Regions from separate parts of the Mus musculus genome. Here all the other regions are linked to region 1. Evidence: chromatin contacts called from public HiChIP or PLAC-seq data. All regions are on one chromosome and are shown on one strand. The core of a region is the stretch at or near the end of the contact, and the rest is flanking DNA. Distances in the headings are between cores, read along the strand shown. Region 1 has its middle 57 kb from the start of Gm5122. Region 2 overlaps Gm34828 (a long non-coding RNA gene). Region 3 has its middle 8.4 kb from the start of Gm34770. Region 4 has its middle 22 kb from the start of Gm34770.

The links. HiChIP or PLAC-seq counts read pairs in DNA pulled down with a chosen protein or histone mark.
Region 2: a FOXA1 HiChIP or PLAC-seq map of pancreatic cancer cells shows a contact between it and region 1. The contact joins two enhancer-like sites. A contact is called at or near these places in 3 of 484 Hi-C or Micro-C datasets (bone marrow-derived macrophages, liver and nephron progenitors), 1 of 115 datasets of contacts at active chromatin or transcription factors (pancreatic cancer cells) and 1 of 9 other capture datasets (embryonic stem cells).
Region 3: a contact with region 1 is called in an HNF4G HiChIP or PLAC-seq map of pancreatic cancer cells. The contact joins two enhancer-like sites. A contact is called at or near these places in 1 of 484 Hi-C or Micro-C datasets (bone marrow-derived macrophages) and 5 of 115 datasets of contacts at active chromatin or transcription factors (embryonic stem cells, large pre-B cells and pancreatic cancer cells).
Region 4: a contact with region 1 is called in a FOXA1 HiChIP or PLAC-seq map of pancreatic cancer cells. The contact joins two enhancer-like sites. A contact is called at or near these places in 1 of 484 Hi-C or Micro-C datasets (bone marrow-derived macrophages), 3 of 115 datasets of contacts at active chromatin or transcription factors (cardiomyocytes, embryonic stem cells and pancreatic cancer cells) and 1 of 9 other capture datasets (embryonic stem cells).

What each region holds. Positions count from the first base shown.
Region 1 is chr9:60,958,875-60,961,430 of GRCm38.p6, reverse strand. No RefSeq gene overlaps it. Among named protein-coding and RNA genes, the nearest start is that of Gm5122, 57 kb to the left of the region's middle. Within about 2 kb of position 1,285, at least 6 of the 459 cell types and tissues checked have an H3K27ac peak or open chromatin away from gene starts, as enhancers often do. A contact at or near this core is called in pancreatic cancer cells, where this site is marked.
Region 2 is chr9:61,807,467-61,810,022 of GRCm38.p6, reverse strand. All of the region lies in intron 3 of Gm34828 (a long non-coding RNA gene), which reads left to right. Among named protein-coding and RNA genes, the nearest start is that of Gm34828, 14 kb to the left of the region's middle. Within about 2 kb of position 1,277, at least 47 of the 459 cell types and tissues checked have an H3K27ac peak or open chromatin away from gene starts, as enhancers often do. A contact at or near this core is called in pancreatic cancer cells, where this site is marked.
Region 3 is chr9:61,668,509-61,671,064 of GRCm38.p6, reverse strand. No RefSeq gene overlaps it. Among named protein-coding and RNA genes, the nearest start is that of Gm34770, 8.4 kb to the right of the region's middle. Within about 2 kb of position 1,289, at least 118 of the 459 cell types and tissues checked have an H3K27ac peak or open chromatin away from gene starts, as enhancers often do. A contact at or near this core is called in pancreatic cancer cells, where this site is marked.
Region 4 is chr9:61,637,839-61,640,394 of GRCm38.p6, reverse strand. No RefSeq gene overlaps it. Among named protein-coding and RNA genes, the nearest start is that of Gm34770, 22 kb to the left of the region's middle. Within about 2 kb of position 1,289, at least 18 of the 459 cell types and tissues checked have an H3K27ac peak or open chromatin away from gene starts, as enhancers often do. A contact at or near this core is called in pancreatic cancer cells, where this site is marked.

The sequences.
Region 1 (2,556 bases), core at 36-2,535:
GAGGCACCTTTGTTCAGAAGGAAGGAGATGTCCAGTCTACTCCACAGCCTCTGGCACTGTGTTTTCTACAGTGACAGCCCAGCATATGTCAATCATGTTTAAAAAAATAAAAAAACCAAACAACTTCACTAAGGGACTGAGGGGCTTGGTCAGTAAAATGCTTATTACCTAAACCAAAGGCCTGGAGACCTCAGCATCAATATAAAAAAATCAGGCACAATGATTCATGGTGCATGTCTATAACCCAGAACCAGGGTGAAGGTGGCCCAGAAACAGGCAGATTGGAGTTCACAGCTAGTCTGACTGAATTGATGCTCTCTAGGTTCATTGAAACAACCTGTCTAAAGACCAGTGGTGCATAGCTGTAACTCCAGCATTGGGATGGGGGTAGTGCAGAGATGGGCAGATTCCAGCTCACTGGTCAGCTAGCTTGACCAAACTGGTGCTCTCTGGGTTCACTAAAACAGACCCTGGTTCAAGACCACATTCCAGTGGAAGGGATTAAAGACCACAAAGTTACATGAAGGGAAGGTGGCGGTGGATTCAGGAGGCATGGGAGAGAACTGAGTGTGACCAAAATACACTGTATGGAATTCTCAAGAAACGGATAAAAACACAAAAATGGAACGAAGAAGAAGAAAAAGAAGAAGAAGGAGGAGGATGAAGAGGAAGAGGAGGAGGAGGAGGAGGAGGAGGAGGAGGAGGAGGAGGAGGAGGAGAAGAAGAAGAAGAAGAAGAAGAAGAAGAAGAAGAAGAAGAAGAAGAAGAAGAAGAAGAAGAAGAAGAAGAAGAAGAAGAAGAAGAAAAGAAAGTGATTGAGAAGACACCCAGGCCAGCTTAGAACACTATCTAGCATAGGACAAGTGTTCAAAACCACACCTTTACTCGTGGCTTGGATGTTCCCTTATAGGCTTGCGACTTGAATGTCTTGCTTTCAGAGAGAATCCGGAAACTTAGGAGACAGGTCTATAACTGGAGGAAGTAGGTCCTGGGTGGGGTGGCGGTGTTCTTGAGGCCATAGCATCCTTGGCTGCTTCCTGGGTTGCTCTCACTTCCTGTCTGCTGGGATGGGAGTTGCTACTACCTTGACTGCATGTCCCCACCACTGTGATGTTCTGCCCAAGTGCCTGCAGTCAAGAGCTAGGGATGAACCTCTGAAATCATGAGCTAAAATACAAATTTCTACACCTTGAGTTCTGTGAGCACGTTCGGTAATGATGGCACCCAGACCAGCTGCAGGAACAGATCAGCATTCCATGAGGTGATTCAAGCATTACATAGTCTTGGGGACAGGGGTAGGAGTATCCAGGATGGGCAAAAGTCATTGGCTGAAGGCTTAAGGTGCTGAGCTGCCTCATTAGCACCTGGAAGCATTCCGGGAATCTCAGGTGCTAACTGAATGGGTTCTTATGGGGAGAACCGGTAATCATAATCAAAGCTAAGAGGAAGCCCTGCTAGTAAAAAAAAAAAAAAAAAAAAAAAAAAAAAGAGTCCTCCATTTTGCACAAAGCCACAAAGCCCAGAAGGCTACCAGGACAATGGTAGACTTCGACCTCAATTATCAGGACAACAATTGGCTACGAAATGTAAATATCTTTAGATATTACTAAGGCTGTATGTCTCTTAGATGATTTTTCCTCCGTAATGATAATGAGTCATTCGTTCACGTCCTGGGAGGGTGAGTGAGTGGGTGTGTTGCTCAACACACAGACTCCCCTCTGCTTGGATCTGTTGATTTACAGGAATGGATTCTATGGAATGTATATCTGTTTTTTTCTAGTAGACTGTAGCAGCAAATTATTTCTCCTATCCTGTTGTTACGGTTTTGGATTACATCTTTATTTATATTATGGGAGTGTGTGCATATCATTGGGTATATGGGGAAGTCAGAGGACCACTTACAGGAGTCAGCTCTCTCCTTCCATCTTGGAGGTCCCAGGAACTGAACTCAAACCACCAGGGTTGCCATCAAGAATCGTCTCACTTGTCCTGTGCTGGCTTCAGTTTGATGCCTGTTTTGTTTTGTTTTGTTTTGATTTGTTTTGTTTTGTTTTTCAAGACAGGGTTTCTCTGTGTAGCAATGGCTGTCCTAGAACTCATTCTGTAGACCAGGCTGATCTTAAATCCAGAGATCCTCCTGCCTCTGCCTCTTGAGTGCTGGGGTTAAAGGCGTGCACCACCACCAATTTTGTTTGACTTTTTAAATTTTTTAGGTAACTCAATCTGCCAAACTTCTTGGGTGTCTTTGGGTTTGCTATCAGGTTCAAAGGGATTTCTTTAACCCAAGACAGATTGATAGTAAAGATAGATGATAGATTAGACAGATGATAGAAGATAAATAGATTGACTAATAGAAAATAAGCAAATAGATACTCAAGTGTATAATTTTCTACATTGTCTTTTAAGCTAGACAAGTTAAAATTGTCTCATATACATGTCATCAAGATATATATGTGTGTACATGTACATATATGTTTGTGTGTATGTATGTACATCTATATATGTGGGTGTATATATACATACATATATATTTGTGTATATACACAGACACACACA
Region 2 (2,556 bases), core at 28-2,527, 850 kb before region 1:
GGTGCCTTGCCCCTGGATATCCTGTGGCTGTCTAGTCTCAGGAATGGCTGGTTGTGGTGTGGGAAGTTGGGCACAACCTTGTGAGGTAGTCATCTTTAAGCACTTATTAACGCCGCCTTGAGCCTTCATCCCATACTGGCTTCATGAGCTTCTCTGCTCTCCATTGAGATTGGAAGCTATGTATGTGACACTGAATGTGTCCCCCCCACCCCCATCTTTTTTCTGAGACAGGGTCTCATGTGTCCCACATTGGCCTTGAACTCACCATGTAGTCAAAGATGACTCTGAGCTCCTGATTTTCCTGCCTGCATCTCTGGAGTGCCAGGATTACAGACGGTCTCCGTCATATTAGTTTATGTGGTGTTGAGCAAGTAATCTGCCGGCTGAGCCACATTTCCGGCTGATATGCATCCTTCCTCTATATCACCCAGGGCACCCCCAAAGGCTGACGACCACTGTGGCTTTTCCCCGACCACCCCTGCTTTGGGTAGGCCCCCAGAATGATCCTGACACCTATCCCTATACCCAAATATGAATGGAGGTCACCATGGCCCGTCTCCTGGGATGACCATTGAGAACATCTAATGGTGGCATATCATTAGGGCTGCCAAAACCATTCTTTCCAGAGGAGAGAGTTACTCTTAAATATGAACTCATAGCAGCATCAAAGCAAGCCCACAAAAGCCCACAGCGAGGAATTTTTTTTCTAAATCTATGTCATTAAAACATGGTAGGTGCAAGGGCTTGTCTGCAGGCCCCTCCCACTAAGCTACGGTGATTGACGTCCAGTAGGCCTTCATCTGTCATGCTCGGCTGATGAGGGGATTCATCGATTCTCTGCTTAGTCACCCGGGGCCCGTGAGTACCAGTCCCCACAGGCCTTTCCCATAGATGCCAACTACAGGGTTTGGCTAATAGCCCCAGACTTCTTTACCTTCCCTTTTTACTGACCCCACCCCTAAAGGGCAACCTCCCCTAGTAACCTTTCCAGTCGCTGTGACTCCTCTGGAGTGTTGACTGAGCCAGAGAGCATGCTCCCTCTCTCCCCTCTTGTGTTTGCTCAGTGGAGGAGCCAGCCTTAGGTTCCTCTGTCTTTACAGGAGCCTCTCACAGGGAGGGGTTGTGTGTGTGTGTGGGGGGGGGGTTGTTGGGGAGCAAGGGTGGGGGAGGCAGGGTGGCTTCCTGCCCTGCTGTTGGTTATCACAGGCTCTGCTAATGCTGCTCAAACAATATCGAGAAGAACCCAGCTCAATAGCACCAGTGTTAGGCCGCAGAGTCAATATTGGCTAAGCAAACACCAGAAAAGAAGGAGTTGCTATTTGCGTAGCTAGGAGTGCTTGTGTGCTGTGGCTGCCTTGTCAGGGGCCCTTGGAAAGGAAGGAAGGAGGTGGGGTTGTAGGTGGAGGGCCCAGGAGAGAAGGGCTAACAGGGACTCCTACCTAGCGGGTGCCAACAGTCGGCTTCAGGATTCCTTGTGGTACATCTGAGCACATCTAGCAACCTGCCTTCACCCCTCTGCGTTTTCTACCCAGAATGTTAGAGTGGTTGCCAGATGTCCATCGGAGAAGCAGGGAGGGAAAGCCTCCCCCTGCTGAGATCCAACTGGCAGGTTGTTTAGTTAGACTGAGGAACTCAGGGTCAGAGTTGGGAGAAGGTTTCCCTTCCATGTCTCTTGGGCCTCCAGCTCCCCGTTTTTCCTCTGTGTCCACACTGGCAGCCCCCTTGAAAAGAAAACGCAGTGTGCAAGTATTTCTGCAGCCCGAAGGCCATTCAGCAGCTGACCAGCCAGCTGTGGCCACCGCCCGGCCTGGCCTCAAGAAGCGAGGTGGCTGCGTCTCAGCTCATGTCCCATGTTTGTCTCTAGAGAATTTTGGGCTCTCGTGGCTCTGAGTGGTGACCTTCCCAGAACGATGTACCTATTTATAGAAGTCTGTCCTTGGTTTTGCTTCTTCTTCTGGGCCACCAAGGATGGGCCTGGGTGAGCTTGACCCCTGTACGTGGACAAGGCTGGGTTTGTGGGAGGGCATGTGGCAGGTTGGTGGGGGAACAGGCTGTGTCTTGGTTCTTCATGGAACACTGTAGAGTCCCTCTTTGTACTTGATGGGGTGTGTGGTACACAGACTATTTGTAGACTGGGGAAGGCACAAGGCTTGGGCTTCTGGTGCCACAATCACCAGTCCTAGATACCAGATTTGAGCTGGAACACCGGAGACAGTACCCAATGACTTTAGCCATGTCCTAATGTCCTAACCCTCGAGTCTTTGCCACTCAAGGCTCCTGCCACTCCCAGACAGAGGTGAGTTCAGGAATTCAGAGAATGAGGTACCATGCAAGTTTTAGATACTATCCCTCCTCTGGAAGCTGAGTGCTCTGTTGACCCTGGAGCACAAAGGGAGGCCACCCTTGAGCAGTTTTGAGGGTATGTGTGCGTGTATGTGAATGCCTGACCACAAGCTTTGGCTCTGAAACATGGCGTTTTGGCAAGGAGGGAGGGGAAGCTCCTTTGTGCTCACATATGGCAAAGGATGGAGATATGTTCCTGTGTCAGGATTGAAG
Region 3 (2,556 bases), core at 40-2,539, 710 kb before region 1:
TCCATGTCCCTCAGGAACTGAGGAAGACTATCATACTGTCACCAATGGAGTTGGTTTGAATACCCCAGCCAAGATGGCCCATCTTTTAAACAAGCTAATGGGGGCACCCATGTCACAGTGCCACTGTGAGGACAGAGTGAGATGATATTTGCTGAGCTTTTAGCTTAGCATCTGGTGAGCTGTCATGTGATCCCGGCATTTGTTAAATGAGCCATATTACACATTGAAGTGAAGGTGAACTTGGCAGTAAGTTAGCCATACATCACTTTACTTTCCAGCCTCAGCTGCCACAAGCACTGATGTGCTCCAAACAGTCACACACAGCTGGACCCTCGTGCATGTGCTTTCCCAGTGGCTCTTTGACCTTGGGATGGCAACAGGGTCTGGCCACATAAGTCCCTTCTGCACATTCTAACTGCCTCTTACTGCCACTAGGACCCTCTGTGCTGTCCTCTTCAGACAGACCCTGTCCTCCATCTCCAAAGACCTTTCCCAGTGAGCCCCTCACCAAAAGATCTTCCTTCTGCTTCACAGCCTTCCCCTGTTTTGGATTATACTCCCCAGACAGCCCATTCTTTCTTTATCAACGAACAAACAAATAAATCATGATGGTTGACAATTACTAATACAGTTTCCTGGATTGCCACATACACATTGGTTCTCTGTCACATTCTAGACATTTGTCCAACCTCTGCCCTTGGTGAATGCTCTCTGTTCAGGTTATTTGATCTTGGCTGACTGTCAACTCCACAAGGACAGGTGCCCCATGCCAACTTTGCTGCTCTCTGTTTTCCTGGTCCTTAACATGTATGGTGACTGGCTTCTATGTTTTAACATCTTTTTGTTGGGGATAAGCCTAAAGACTATTGTTGCCTTGCCCTAGAGAGAGAGAGAGAGAGATGATGGGATTGAGGGCACCGTCTCTTGAGAGCACACAAAGGTCTCCTCTAAGGGCTGGCAGGAAATGGAGGTGCTGACAAGCAGTTGACAGGTTAAAAGAAGAAAGGCAGACCCCACCCAGGCGGGCGGAAGGTGGTTGCGGTTTCTTTGGTAAGCGATCACCCCAGTCTCTTGCTTTTTTGCCTTCTGTTCCTCTGGCTATGTAACCAGGCCAATCTTCCAGATCAGCTGAGGCCCTTTGGGGGTGGGGATGGGGGTGGGAAGGGACATTCCTTCTCGTGGATAACGCTGTGACTCATCTGGGGAAACAGTTTCAGCCCAGTGGTTCACCCGGGCTAGTTTTTTGTCTCATTTCCCAAGAGCCAATCAGCCTCTTAATTTCTCTCTGAGGTTTGGAGTTTCCCCTCCAGCAACTCAGAGACTCGGCAGAGGTGCTTTGCATAAGTGTGGGAAGCCTTGGAGCTTGAAAAAGGAATAGCTTAGGGAACTGGGAGGCTTCTGGGGGTGCTCAGCAGATATCCACCCCCCCCCCAACCAGGGATGTGGGTTCCATTCTTGTGCAGGCCTAGTTATCTCTTCCTAGGCACTCTGTAAAAGAAATCAACAGAAGAAAAACCAAAGGAGACTCAGGATTCAGCTTTCCATCTCCATGAGCAAGTCAGCGAGAGGGATGCGAGTAGAGGCCCAGGTGACCTGAGGCAGTGACAAGCTGTAGGCTCTATCTGTTACGTGGAGCAGCCACAGGGCTTGACCTACAGCCTACATTTCACAGTTTTGAGGGTGGGGGAGTAGAGTGGTTTGGGACAGTATTTCACTATCTAGTCAAGGATGAACTTGAATTTCTGATCTTCCTACTTCCACCACTCCCACCCCCCAAATTCTGGGATTACAGTTTCATGGGCCATGTCTTCCTCCCCAGCTAAAAATGCTTTGTAAATAAATTGAAGGAGCGCACTCTCAGAGCACATTCTCCTGATTCTGGCATTTCTGTCCCATCAATGATGAGCTTTTTGATTTTTGATTTTTTTGTGATTGGTTGCCCGGCTTTTTACCCAGGATCTGAACTGAGGTTTCTGTGTGCTCAGCAAGTGCATTGACCCGAGGAGGCATCTCTTTAGATACCTGTGACTTCAAAGTCGCTTCCTTTGTCAAGCAGGGCCGTGCAGGAAGAACAAGAGAAAAATAACGAGTTGGTAAACATAAGGTTACTTTGGGTAAATTCTTACTGAGGAGAGAAGCTGTTATCAAGCCCATGGAAACGAGCGGTTGGGGAACATTGGTTCCTATCTTTCATGCTTGCTTAGAAGATCAGACAATCTCCTTTCAGTTTTGGTGACGTAAAACTTGAGTGTAAGTTACCCATGTGAATGAGTCTGCACTGTCAGGACCCAACACAGAAGTTTAGTTCAAAATAATGGCGTCCTCTAATTTAAGTCCAAGATCATCTCCAGGCACCCTAGGCTAATGACATTGTGATTAGTTTTGTCCAAGTGGCCCTAGCAAAGCTCATCAGATACAAGAGAATGAATGTGTCCTGGACCTCAAAAGCTTTCCCATGAGCCAAGCAGGGTGTCAGGCTGGCTCAGCCACAGAGAGCCCTGAAGAGCTCAATGTAGGGAAGGCTTCGTGGTCACAGGCTCTCTAAGAAGGAGTCCC
Region 4 (2,556 bases), core at 40-2,539, 680 kb before region 1:
GTGGAGGATTGTAAGGCACTAATTGCCTTCTTGAGGCTCCACCCACATGACATAGTCACCTCCCAAAGGCCCAACCTCTTGAGACATCATGACATTAGGGTTTAGAATTTCAACATTCAGACACGTAAGAAGGGAGGGGGGAAGAAGCAGAGGAAAAGGGAGGAAGGCACATGAATCTTCAACAGAGGTCTCTTTAGAGTTATGTCACTGGCGTGGAGAGATAGCTCGTGCGCTAGCCTCAGGAGCTTGATGTCCTAAATCCAGTGTCACAGTAGAGAGAACCAACTTCCCAAAGACGTCCTCTGACCTCCATCCGTGAGCCGTGACAGAAGCATGCCACAGACACACAATAATAACAATGATAAGTTCAAGCTGCATCATGAACTCCTACAGTGGTGTGTGGTGTGTGTTTACATCTGTGCTCAGCCATTGCTCATACATTCTCCATCCACTATAAATATTCATGTTAAATATCCTCGAAAACTTCACAAGTGGCCTCTACCTACTTGGCTTTCAGTTCACCATCTGTTGAGTGTATGTGTGTCTGTGTATGTGTCTGTCTCTGTGTGTGTGTGTGTGTGTGTGTGTGTGTGTGTGTGTGTGTGTGTGTGTGTGTGCTGGGGGGGGGAGGGGTCAGAAACACAATGTCTCTTTCTCTTGAGCCAGGGTGAAAGAGAAGGAGCGGTGTCTTGGTATTAGAATTGTAGGTCTGCTCCAGCATTGGCTTTCTGCTACTCCAAGGGCTTTCCTTACTCGGCTGTTCAACTTCCTTAACCTCCGTGGGTCTCGTTTTATCTTCCTGATTGAAGGGTCTTCTATCCAGATCCCATAATTTGGTGAAGGGGATCATGTATGCATGGTGATGTAAGATGTATGGGGTTTCTCTTCTTGGATGGCCTAGAATACTTCTTACGGTGGAGGGTAGGAGCCAGGGCACATTCTTGGGAGGTCAACAGGAGCCTCTTTAGTATGCTCTGCTTAGATCTCTGGGCTTATCGATGAACAAAATAGATTATAGACTACATCGGGCAGGAGTAGAGTGTTCACTTCATTTTGCCACTGACAATCCCCATACACAAGTCTTCCAATCTTCTGGACCTCGGTTTCCCCTTCTCTATGATAGTACAATGCCTATCTATGCCAGATACTTTTAGAACGGTGCCAGACATTGCAGAATGCCACAGAGAACGGTGGCTGCCATCACTGTTTGATTAGGCCCCAGTACCGCACTGAATCACATGTAACCAGAAACTCCCAGCTCAAGTAAGAGAAAGAACGCCCAGGTCTTTTGCTTGTTTTAGATCTACTGGTGACTCACGAAAGCACATGACAGTCCCTCGGTGCTGTTTAGAGAACATGGTGAAACTTTAGATGAAGTTTGGCTAAAGGCAGAGTGATTAACTGCTCTCACGCCGGTCCTTCCTTCTCTCCTGGAAAGCCACAGAAATTCAGCCAACGAGATTAAATTATCATTATGCGGCATTGATACCCAACACTGTGCCCATTAAGTGCATTCATTAGCTAGGGAAAGTTTAGCAAATCCCACTTGCTAGCTACTCGAGTCCTAACCCCTCCTTACTTTCCCATCAAAAGGCACCCCCAAGTTTCTATGCACTTATCAAAGACTTCCCAACTTTCTTCCCAAACTATTCCTTACTAGTCTGGAGTTTCTACCCATTGGAGAGACTGCCTTCCGAAGGATATAAATAGGGCCAATTTAGACATCTCTTTTGTCACGGCTCTACCGAGGACTGAAGGACAAAATAAAGAGATTCCTGAGACTTCTTTAAATGTTCCTTCAAGTCTTAGCTCTCTCCTATGTGAGAGCAAATGGATTTCAATTATACCAATCCTGTGAGCAGGAAACACAGAATTGAGGTCTTAAATTCGCCCCATTCACCGGTGATTCGGGTTTGTTTAGGCTGCCAATGAATCTCTGTGCTGGCAGTGTTAGGGCGCCTGGGAGCTTGGTTTGATTTCACATAGAGATGCTTCACCATTCAGGGCAGCATCCCAGGTGTGCAAGGCACAAAGGCCTTGATATCCCTGTGATTTCTCATTGAATTGGGAGTCAATCACACAGCTGTTGAAGTCCCTTCTGCACCACGTTGGCCCTGTTCTGCATGAATTCAGCACGGGGTAGAGCAAGCCCATGGTTGAGCTTCTGGCTGGTCGAGGTAGTCTCTGGAGAAACACCCCACTTACTCTTCTGCCTTGCTCTGGGGTGAAGGAGAAGGCGAAATTTCTCTATGAACTCTGTGGTTTGGCACAGAGGAAAGTGTTTTTGTTCCCTGGTGTGCCCTATCTGCTTCCATTTTCTTATTTCTCTGATGTTTTAGTCTGTATCAGAGCTAATCCTCACGTCAGGTAAGAACTGAGGATCTTCTAGAATATTCTTTCTGCTCAGTGAGCTAAAATATTAGTTTCTGTCACCTCTAGCTAGACTTGCAGCTCTTTGAGATGGGATCATGGGAGACTGCCTTTACCTTCCAAGGAAAATTGGGTAGACCACAGGATGGCTTGAAAGGTGTTGCTCTGCTTAGGACTGAGGCTGCC